Regions from separate parts of the Mus musculus genome. Here region 2 is linked to region 1. A link is a contact called in public promoter capture Hi-C data. All regions are on one chromosome and are shown on one strand. The core of a region is the stretch at or near the end of the contact, and the rest is flanking DNA. Distances in the headings are between cores, read along the strand shown. Region 1 holds the start of Msto1 (misato 1, mitochondrial distribution and morphology regulator). Region 2 holds the start of Dap3 (death associated protein 3).

What was found. Capture Hi-C pulls out chosen DNA fragments and counts their contacts.
Region 2: a contact with region 1 is called in a promoter capture Hi-C map of adipose tissue. The contact joins the promoter of Dap3 here to the promoter of Msto1 in region 1. A contact is called at or near these places in 6 of 39 promoter capture datasets (cranial neural crest, erythroid cells, liver and 3 more), 1 of 15 datasets of contacts at CTCF or cohesin (the NIH/3T3 cell line), 8 of 484 Hi-C or Micro-C datasets (CD4 T cells, CD8 T cells, double positive thymocytes and 5 more), 17 of 115 datasets of contacts at active chromatin or transcription factors (the 230-238 cell line, CD8 T cells, the HPC-7 cell line and 9 more) and 4 of 9 other capture datasets (adipose tissue, embryonic stem cells, liver and 1 more).

Annotation. Positions count from the first base shown.
Region 1 is chr3:88,912,181-88,916,884 of GRCm38.p6, forward strand. Msto1 (misato 1, mitochondrial distribution and morphology regulator) reads right to left here and starts at 1,770. Exons shown (of 14, transcript NM_144898.2): 1 at 1,613-1,770; 2 at 1,387-1,522; 3 at 678-747; 4 at 523-598; 5 at 57-120. The coding sequence starts at 1,696.
Region 2 is chr3:88,947,611-88,952,480 of GRCm38.p6, forward strand. Dap3 (death associated protein 3) reads right to left here and starts at 2,672. Exons shown (of 13, transcript NM_022994.3): 1 at 2,258-2,672. The coding sequence starts at 2,260. It also overlaps a transcript of Ash1l not described here.

The sequences.
Region 1 (4,704 bases), core at 520-3,019:
GGACCGTCCCCCAAGCTGCTCCTCTGTCCAGTGTCCAGCATCAAGTGCTATCTCACCTTTGCCATTTTGGATATTCTGAATCAGTTTGGCCCTCCAGGCACCGTCACTACTCCGCACTCCCTGGGAGGGGTGAGAAGATTTTAGTTCCAGGTTGTTTTCGTCCGCCATGGGCGTATCCTTACTTATGTGTATCTGCGTGTATCTTTAAGGTTATGTGCACCACGTGCCTGAGGTACCCAAAGCCAGAAGAGGGTGTTAGAACCCCAGGGACTGAAGTTACAGCTGTGAGCTGCCTGATGTGGACCCTGGGAACTCAATGCAGAGTTCTGGAAGAACAGGTCCGACTCTTAACCTCTGAGCCAGTTTCTGGGTTCCCGCCAGTTCAGAGACAACGGTGCTTTTTCCAAAAACACTACTCTATGGCATTTACAGTGACTAGACACCTTTTACTGTGCATCGGAGAGCCACTGTGCTTGTAGCAGGTTTAAAGGTTTGGGACAGAGCCCCACCCCTCGTCATCACCTCTGCACTCAGAAGGCCCTGGAGGTTTGGGTTCTTTGGTTGGGCGTCATCTCTGTGTGTGCTGAGCTTCCCCTGCCTGAAAGAGTAAGAGTAAGCAGAGTTCTCCAGCCGTCTATGTACACACAGTGGGCCATGCTCACAGGAGCGGTACTTACCACGCTACTGCAGCCTCTAGCTGTCGGTCTCTGTAGAGGTTACCTTCTTCTTTTAGAGTGTTCAGACTACCTGCCCAGAAATGAAAGGCAAGGTTAAACCTAGGGGGTCATGTGATCAAGACTAAACTGATCACCTGTCAGGGAATATGGTGTGGCAGTTCCTCTCTACCTAGATGAGGTGTCCCTTTGTAGCCCTGAGTAGTTTCCAACAATACAGACAAATTGGTTTTGAACTCAGAGCTTCTACCTGCCTTGGCTGGGATTAAGGGCGTGCCCAACTACATGGCACTTGGATATACATTAGATGGGACAGGGAATATGGAATCCATCCTTCTCTCAAAAGCTGTGGTCCAGCCGGGCAGTGGTGGTTTACGCCTTTAATCCCAGCACTAGGGAGGCAGAGGCAGGCGGATTTCTGAGTTCGAGGCCAGCCTGGTCTACAAAGTGAGTTCCAGGACAGCCAGGGCTATACAGAGAAACCCTGTCTCGAAAACAAACAAACAAAAAAACAAAACAAGCTGTGGTCCGTCTGTAGGTGTGAGTGCAAGCAGCTTAACATTATACTGACAATTCCAGAGCCAGATCCTGAAGTAAACTTGCCTTTTCGACATCGTCGGGGGTTGTGCCCGATCCGGTATCTGAAGTGAACTGATGCTAGGGCCCTCGCACGCCACACGGGAAAACTTGGCTGAGCCCACCATCGCCTCACCTTTCAGATCCATTAGGATGAGTCGAGGCGTATAGGTTTCCTGGCCATGCAGTGTCCGGCCTGTTCTGTACAAGACGTCGGGGCACAGCTCGCCTGGCGACTCTTCGTCCTCGGCCATGCGTCCCAGCGCAGCATCCTGTAGGGGTCACAGGGCTGAGCGGAGGGGGAAGAGGGGCAGGGCCGGTACTGTCTGCGGGGAACGCCGGGCTGCCGCTAGGTGCCTGACCTGCTGGTTCCACCAGTGCGCCCCCACGAAACCCGCGAAATGTCCCAACTGCAGCGTGAGCACCTCGCGGGCCCCGCCCGCCATACCGCCGCTGCTCTTGGGCACTCCACTGCCGCCGCGGGCCCATCAGCCGGAGGGGGCGGCTCCCGCGCGAGCACGTGCTTTCCCGTTGGCCTCCCGATTCGTTGGTCTCCGAGGCCGCAGCTCACGCCCCGCCTCTTCCTCTTCTTGGAATGTAGGAAGCTGCCGCGATCGGCTGTTGTCTCTCCGTTCCTTCTGCGCCTCAGACTGTGGCGGGTCTGGCCAAGGTCATGGAAGGTTCTCTCACCTGCTTCTGTCTCTCTTCGCGCAGATGCCCCTCTCCTGTAGCTAATAATTCACGCGAGGGGATAAAAAAAATCTGAGGGGGAATTCGACTCCTCTGGATCCTCCCACTCACTTCCTTTTCCCATCTCTAATGTCCCAGCCCTGCTAAACCAGTGGGCTGGCCCCATGGTTCGGTTTCTGTTAGGTTCTGGGGAAGATTGTAGTCCCTTTCTCGCGTGTTCATGTAGTTTGATTGTACTTAAGTGCTCTTTTCATTTATTCTTTGACTTGGTTCGTTATTTTTATCTTTTTGAGATGGATTCTCAGTATGTAACCCCTGGCTGGCCTGAAATGACTGTGTAAAGCAGGCTGGCTTCAAACTCAAAAGAAATCAAGCCTCCACTTCCGGAGTGCTGGAATCAAAGGCCGTGCCACTGATAAGGTTGGGAACAGTCTTTTGTTTGCTTGTTTGTTTGTCTTGAGACAGGGTTTCTTTGTATAGCCCTGGCTGTCCTGGAACTCACTTTGTAGACCAGGCTGGCCTCAAACTCAGACATCTGTCTGCCTCTGCCTCCCAAGTGCTGGGATTAAAGACGTGTGCCACCATACCCGGCTGTGGGAACAGTCTTTTATGTTTTTATAAACGTTTGGCTATCCAATTTGTAGAGCGTTTCCAAGCCGCATGTGATGGCTGGAACCTGTAAGCCCTCCTAGGATGCGGAGAGAGATTATTCATCCTTGGCTCCGAAGCAAGTTGAAGGCTCACCTGACTGCATGAGACCATATCTAAGTTACAAAACAAACAAAACAAATTACTATTCCAAATGGCTTGCTCTGTTTCTTTTGGACCATCTAGTATTCACTTATGAATAAAATAAATGGGTCCAGGCAAAATCCTCGATGGGTTAAGGGGAGCTTGGGAGCTGCCAAGCCTGCAGACCAGAGTTCTAACCTGAGCACCCACAGGGTAGTACGGAACCAAATCCCTAGCTGTGTACATTATTCTGAACATAAGCACATTGCTAGTAAAATACTTAGAAAAATGCATCATATAGAACAGTATTTTAAAGAATGACTGCCTTTTAATTTTGAGATTTTTTTTTAGATTTATTTCTTTTTTTAAGATTTATTTATTATTATAAGTAAGTACACTGTCGCTGTCTTCAGAGACACTAGAAGAGGGCATCAGATCTCATTACAGGTGGTTGTGAGCCACCACGTGGTTGCTGGGATTTGAATTCAGGACCTCTGGAAGAGCAATGAGTGCTCTTAACCTCTGAGCCATCTCTCCAGCCCCTCTTTTCTTTCTTTCTTTTTTTATTTTTCGAGACAGGGTTTCTCTGTGTAGCCCTGGCTGTCCTGGAACTCACTTTGTAGACCAGGCTGGCTTCGAACTCAGCAATCCGCCTGCCTCTGCCTCCCAAGTGCTGGGATTAAAGGTGTGCGCCACTACTCTGGGCCCTGTTTATTTCTTATGTGAGTACACTGTCCCTCTCTTCAGACACACCAGAAGAGGGCATACATGTGTTCCAGATGGTTGTGAGCCACCATGTGGTTGCTGGGAATTGAACTCAGGACCTCTGGATTAGCAGTCAGTGCTCTTAACCGCTAAGCCATCTCTCCAGCCCTGAGGTGATCATTTTTAAAATCTTTGTGTGTGTGTGTGTGTGGGGTGTGTACTTGGCACAGCATGTTTATAAGTCAGAAGACAAGTTGAGGGATTTGGCTCTGCACTACCATGCAGGTACTCGGGCTCCGGTCTGTCGGCTTGGCAACAAGCTCCATTTTCACTGGAGGACTTAGAAACCAGCATTCATTTATTGGGTCTGGAGAGGCTCAGTGGTTAAGCACACTTGTTGCTCTTGCAGAGGACGGAGTTTTGGTTCATAACTCCATGGCTAGAGGATTCAGTGCCGTCTTCTGACATCTGTGGTTACTCCATGCATGTAGTGCATATACATATTCATACATATAAAATACATGTAATTAAAAAACAAACAACTTAAGGGCTGGAGAGATGGAGTGGTTAAGAGAACATACCCTTTCAGAGGACTGAACAGAGATTCCCAACACCTATACCAAGCAGCTCTGAATTCTCTGTGTTCTCTGGCTATATGCGTTTTGGCAGAATTGTATATTGAAAGCCATTTTTACTAGTCTCTTTAATTATCTTAGTTCCACTCTTCTATCAGAGTCCAGCCTGGGGAACCACCTAGTTTACTTACAGAAAGACTGAGGAATTGTTTACTAAATGTGGGAGCATGGGTTAACCCAAAACATCATAGCGAAGTCTTCACCCAGTCTTGAGTCTTCCGTGACTCCTCTGGAGCTGGGACGTTTCTGGAGACAGTATACTCTACCATCACCCAGACCCAGAGGCCAAGCACAATTAGGTCAGCACCTAAGATACCTGAGAGGAGCTACTGGATGCTCAGAAGAGGCCCGAGGACGCCATACCCCTTCCTGGGGGAATATCGATTGTCCAACAATAGTCCTGGCAGGATGTTTGCTTACAAGCAGGCACAGATGATTTTATGACAGGGAACAACAACAGATTTCCCAGCTGTCTGTCTGGCAGCTCACAATGGCCTGTAACTTCAGCTTCAAAAGTGCCAATGTGTCTGGCTATCACAGGTACCTGTATTCATACACACACACACACATACACATAGGAAAATAATGGAAATGCTTTAGATCCTGGTATTCACAGTGACACAACAAGCAGTGGGAAGGGCGAGTGGTATTGATGACAGGAGAGGGCAGTGAATAAGCAAGAAATAATAGGT
Region 2 (4,870 bases), core at 1,422-3,921, 36 kb after region 1:
GTCTACAGAGTTCCAGGGATACCAGGGCTACACAGAGAAACCCAAAACAAACAAAACAGGAATAACTAGTAGACTAGCTCCTCAATAGTGGCATTTAAAGTTGACCTCTGGCACCCCAAGAGTGTGCATGCACATGTGCACAGCACAATCAAACATATTTATGCTACATTTTTTGCTCCTACTCGCCCAGGTTTGGGTTCCTGGAGAAACACTGGGACTACAGAAGGAAAATTAATGTGCCTCACCCCATCTCCTGCACCCATGCAGGGGCTCACAATCTTAGGTGACCCAACACCCTCTTCTGGCCTCTGGGGGCAACACACACACACACAGGATGCACAGACATACATGTATACAAAACACCCATATATACACACACACATACAAATAAAGAATTTTTACTACGAAGGCAGTGTGATATAGGGGAAAAGTTAGGAAACTAAAGTCTAAAGATCAAGTTACAGATTTCTTTGAACTTCAAGCTTTGCTTGGAAAAGGAAGAGTCTCCCTGTTGTAAGGGTTCAACAGGAACAGTACAGAAGTCCGTCAGTGCTCTTCAGACTAACTTTCTCTCACCTGCCCCCCACCCCAACCCCACTGTTGTTCTGAGACTGTCTCACGGAACTCAGGCTAGTCAAGACTTTGCTGCATAGCTGTGGATGACCTCCAAGTTTCCATCCTCCTGCCTCCACTTTGTGGAGTGTTGAGATTATAGCTTCAAGCTTTCTAGTCCTAGTATTTAAGTATGTGACACTGATTTTAACATTTCCATGTCCTTTGAGATAGACCCTGTAAATCAGTCGGACAGTCTGCACACATGCAAGCACACACCTATACAAAGTTGCACACAGGAAGCTACTGAAGAAAGATTCCTGCAACCCTGGGTAGACTGCATGGGCTTGGTTAGCAAAAGTAACTTCACAGCTAGTCAATTAAGGCTGATTGTCTCTTTAACTCAAAGAAGGAAACACAAAGATAATCAATCCCCAATGCATACAGCCAATAGGGAAAGGTTGGGTTATCTGAAAACCAGGTATGGGTTCATGCCTATAATCCAACCTCTAAAGAGGCTAAGACAGGATGACTGTCAGAGTTTCAGGCAAGCTTGGGCTAAAGAGTGAGACTGTCAAAACAAACAAATAAACAACCACTCAAAAGACAATTTAACCCCTATTCCAAAAAAAGACTGAATATTAATTGAATGGGTTCTGGAGATGAATGGAACGCAGTAATGTTTAAATTTCCCCTGAATCACAAAGGTAAGAATTCACAGATAAGAAAGGAAACTTAAGGTGCCATTCCTCTAAAATTTTGCTTTGCTTTTTGTGGGAGACTAAAAATGAGTAGATCAAACGTTGGGGTTTTAACATCACATGCCCTGAATTCACTCATCCAATGTCAACACGGAAACAAATACTAGCAGCCAATGAATGCCATAGGTCTGGTTTAACTAGCAATTTAGATGAATAGAACACAAACTACCAATTACACCTACAAATCTTATCAACATCAACAGCACTGTAAATGATAACAATAATACTCCGCATTTTCCCCGTACCCAGGAGCTAATTCTGCTTTACATATATGATCTCATTATTTCATACTCCAACCCTGAAGGTATATTTTGGGGTTAGCTAATTTTTACTACCAGCATCTCATAAATAACTTGGAAAAATTTGAAGGCCTAAAAGATCAAATCCAGAAATAAAATCTCAGTGCATAGTTTCATCCCCTCACACACTCAACCTGCGGGTGGCGACCCGAGGAGAGGTCTAACAACCCTTCACAGGGATCCCATATCAGATATCCTGTATATCAGATGTTTACATTAAGATTCATAACAGCAAAATTACAGTTACGAAGTAGCAACAAAACTAATTTTATGGTAGGGAGTCACCATGTGGAACTGTACTAAAGGGTCGTAGCATTAGGAAGGCTGCGCGGACCACTGCTCTAACATCAGGCTGCCAGTTGCAAACCGAGTTCGCACAATCTTTGAGAAGTGCACAAGGATCACACAAGCATCACAGAGGATAGGTACCCTCTGGGACTTTAACAAGGTTAAACTACATTAACATATTAACAGCCGTTCTGTCCGTTCATCCTCCGGTCCCAGGTCCGCAGCCCCGGGTCTGAAGGATGCCCTCTTGGAGGATCACCGACACTGCTGCCCTCATTCCCTATCTCGGGGCAGTTCAAATACACGCTCCTTTCCCTCCTTCATCATTGCATCCCCTGTGTGGCTCAGTCCCCTTACCATGAGTCCAACACTAGGACTCCTGCTCCGGTGACCCGCACACACCGCCAGCGGCTGGATCCCAGGCACCCGTCCTGCAGTTGTGAAGCAAGCTCGGGTCGTGTGGCAGGAAGCTACCCAACGCGCAGTCGCCGCGGCTGCAACCACAGCCCAGCGGAGGGGCACCGCGCCACCCGCCCCGCGGCCGGAAGCGGGCAGCAAGCCTCGGCGTCGCGGTGGCCCGTCCCAGGAGGTCCGCGCCTAGGTACCTTCGCTCGCTCTTCAAAACATTCCGGTCACCGTGGCCAGCCTCGTCTGCGCGGGCGTGCCCGCTTCTCCCCGGCCCCAGCAGGGGCGCGCAATGGAACGTCCCGCGGGGGGGATTGTGGGAGGCGCACGTTCGAGGGGTGGGGGCGAAGGCGGCGGCAGCCGTGGCTGCCGTTGGTAGCCGTGGGGGCGGGGAAGAGAGGGAGGCGAGCCGAGGAGGAGAAGGAGGAGGAGGAGGAGGAGGAGGGAGGAGGCTCGGGCTCGCGCCAAGGAAGGTACGCGTGAGGGCCGAGAGGGAGTCGGGAGCGCGCGAGCCGGAGGCCCCAGAGCGAGCGCGTCGGTGCTGGCGGCGCGGGGCGGCCGGAGGCGGTGGTTGGAGGGCGCAGCTCGCGACCAGTCCGGACCCACTCGGAAGCGTGCGGGCGGGCGTGCGCGCTGCGCGGCCGGAGTCGGGTGAGGGAGGGAGGGAGGGAGGGAGGGAGGGCGGCGGGGAGAGCGCGCGGAGGGAGGAGTGGGAGGCGGGAGGGGGGGCACGCGGCGCCCTTCGCTGGCTCGCTCGCTCCCTCCCTCCCCAGAGCCGCCGCCGCCGCCGCCGCTGCCGCCGCCGCTGCCGCTCCCGCCGCCATTTTGGGTTCGCTTTGCGGAGGGGGGAGACGATCCCGGTCTCGGTTGCCGGACCCGCCTTCTCTCGGTTTCCCCTTTCCCGACCTACGCCTTTGGCTTCTCCTCTCTCGCGTTTCCGCCGGTCCGCTTACCCGCTGGCCGCCTCCTGACAAGCGGGAAGGGTTACAGTGTGGAGCCAGGGAAGCCGAGGCGCCAGGCTGCCACCCTCTCTCTCTCCACTTGCCTGCACTCGGCGCTCTCGGCCTCGCACGGTGAGTAGTGCGGTGTGAGCAGGCCTTTGAAGGCCCCAAGTAGTCTCTCCTTGGCTACCCGGGATCCGCTGTCACCCCCCCGGACCTGGACCTCCGGGAGAGCGGGGTGAGGATGGGGGAAGGGAGAGCAGGGATAGGGATCCTGAGCTTACCGGGAAGTCCCTCTAGGCGGGGTGACGGGGTGTCCCTGACCAGCGGGCTCTTGGTTTGGGGGAGGGGGACGGGAAAGTAAGCGAGTGGAGGCGGAGTCGCTTGTGCCCCTGACAGGTTAGTTTGTGTAGTAGGCCCGATTGGAGCATCCCCCAAGATCCAGTTTATGTCTGTTTAAGTAAGGGACAAAAGTAGCAAGGGAGATGATCTTCAGCGGGTAGTTTACCTGTACAAGATCTGTGGTGTTCTCGAAAGGCGGAAATATATGCAGACATGACATAGTGATCTGAGTGTTAATAAGTTTAATAAATGTCACTGGTTAGTTTCTACTTGGAAAGAAATGTTTTGGGTCTTGAAGACCAGATGGTCTGTTGGTTTATAGCTGCTCTGTTTATATGTGTATAATTCGAGGATGGAGAGTGTTCAGGAAGAGTTTGCCTGCATTTGGGGAAGTTCCCTTTGTAAGTTAGCTTATTTAAAAACAAATGCTGGGACATGTGTTCTCTAGGTCGATAAATGTGCATGTATTTTAGCATTAGTATGATTAGTATGATAATACAGAATGCATGCTAAGATCAGGAAGGGGAGAAACTTGACATAGTCTGTGCCTTTGAATAGAGTCAGTTGTGTAAATATGAAAGCCAGACCAACATCCTCAGAGTGATCGCTATTAGGCTGAGAATAAGGGGAGATGTTTTTGACCGTGTGGATTTATAGTAGTGCATAAAGTTTTTATATTCAGAGTACTCTTTCAGTTCGTAATCCTAAAACTGTAAAAATTATAGGAGAATAGGAAATCCCGGCATAAAGAGGTACTTTTCCAAGGTCATGTGTTAAATTAGTGGCAATGTTGAGATATTTTGATTACTAATTTAGTAATGTATTGTCCATATTATCATAGTGCCTCAGGAGATTGTTATTGCCAAATACAAGTGTATTTTGAAAGTAGGTAAATATGATTGGTTAGATTATGCTTGGGAGAACTTAAAAGTGTCAAACATGTATAGAATATACACTGTCCTATATGAGATAGGTATTTGTAATTTTGTTGTGTTTACAAAGCAAGCAGACCACTTCTGACAGCTTAGTATGTATGAAAGTTCCAATGTGTTGCTGGGCAGTGGTGGCACATGTTTCTAATTCCAGCACTTGGGAGGCAGAGGCAGGTGGATTTCTGAGTTCGAGGCCAGCCTGGTCTACAGAGTTGGTTCCAGGACAGCCAGGTCTACAGGGAGAAACCCTGTCTCCCAAAACCAAATAAATAAATAAATAAATAAATAAATAAAAAGTTAAACTGCTTCCACAGCCTACTTTGTATCTGTATAGCTGTTGTTTGTTGCTG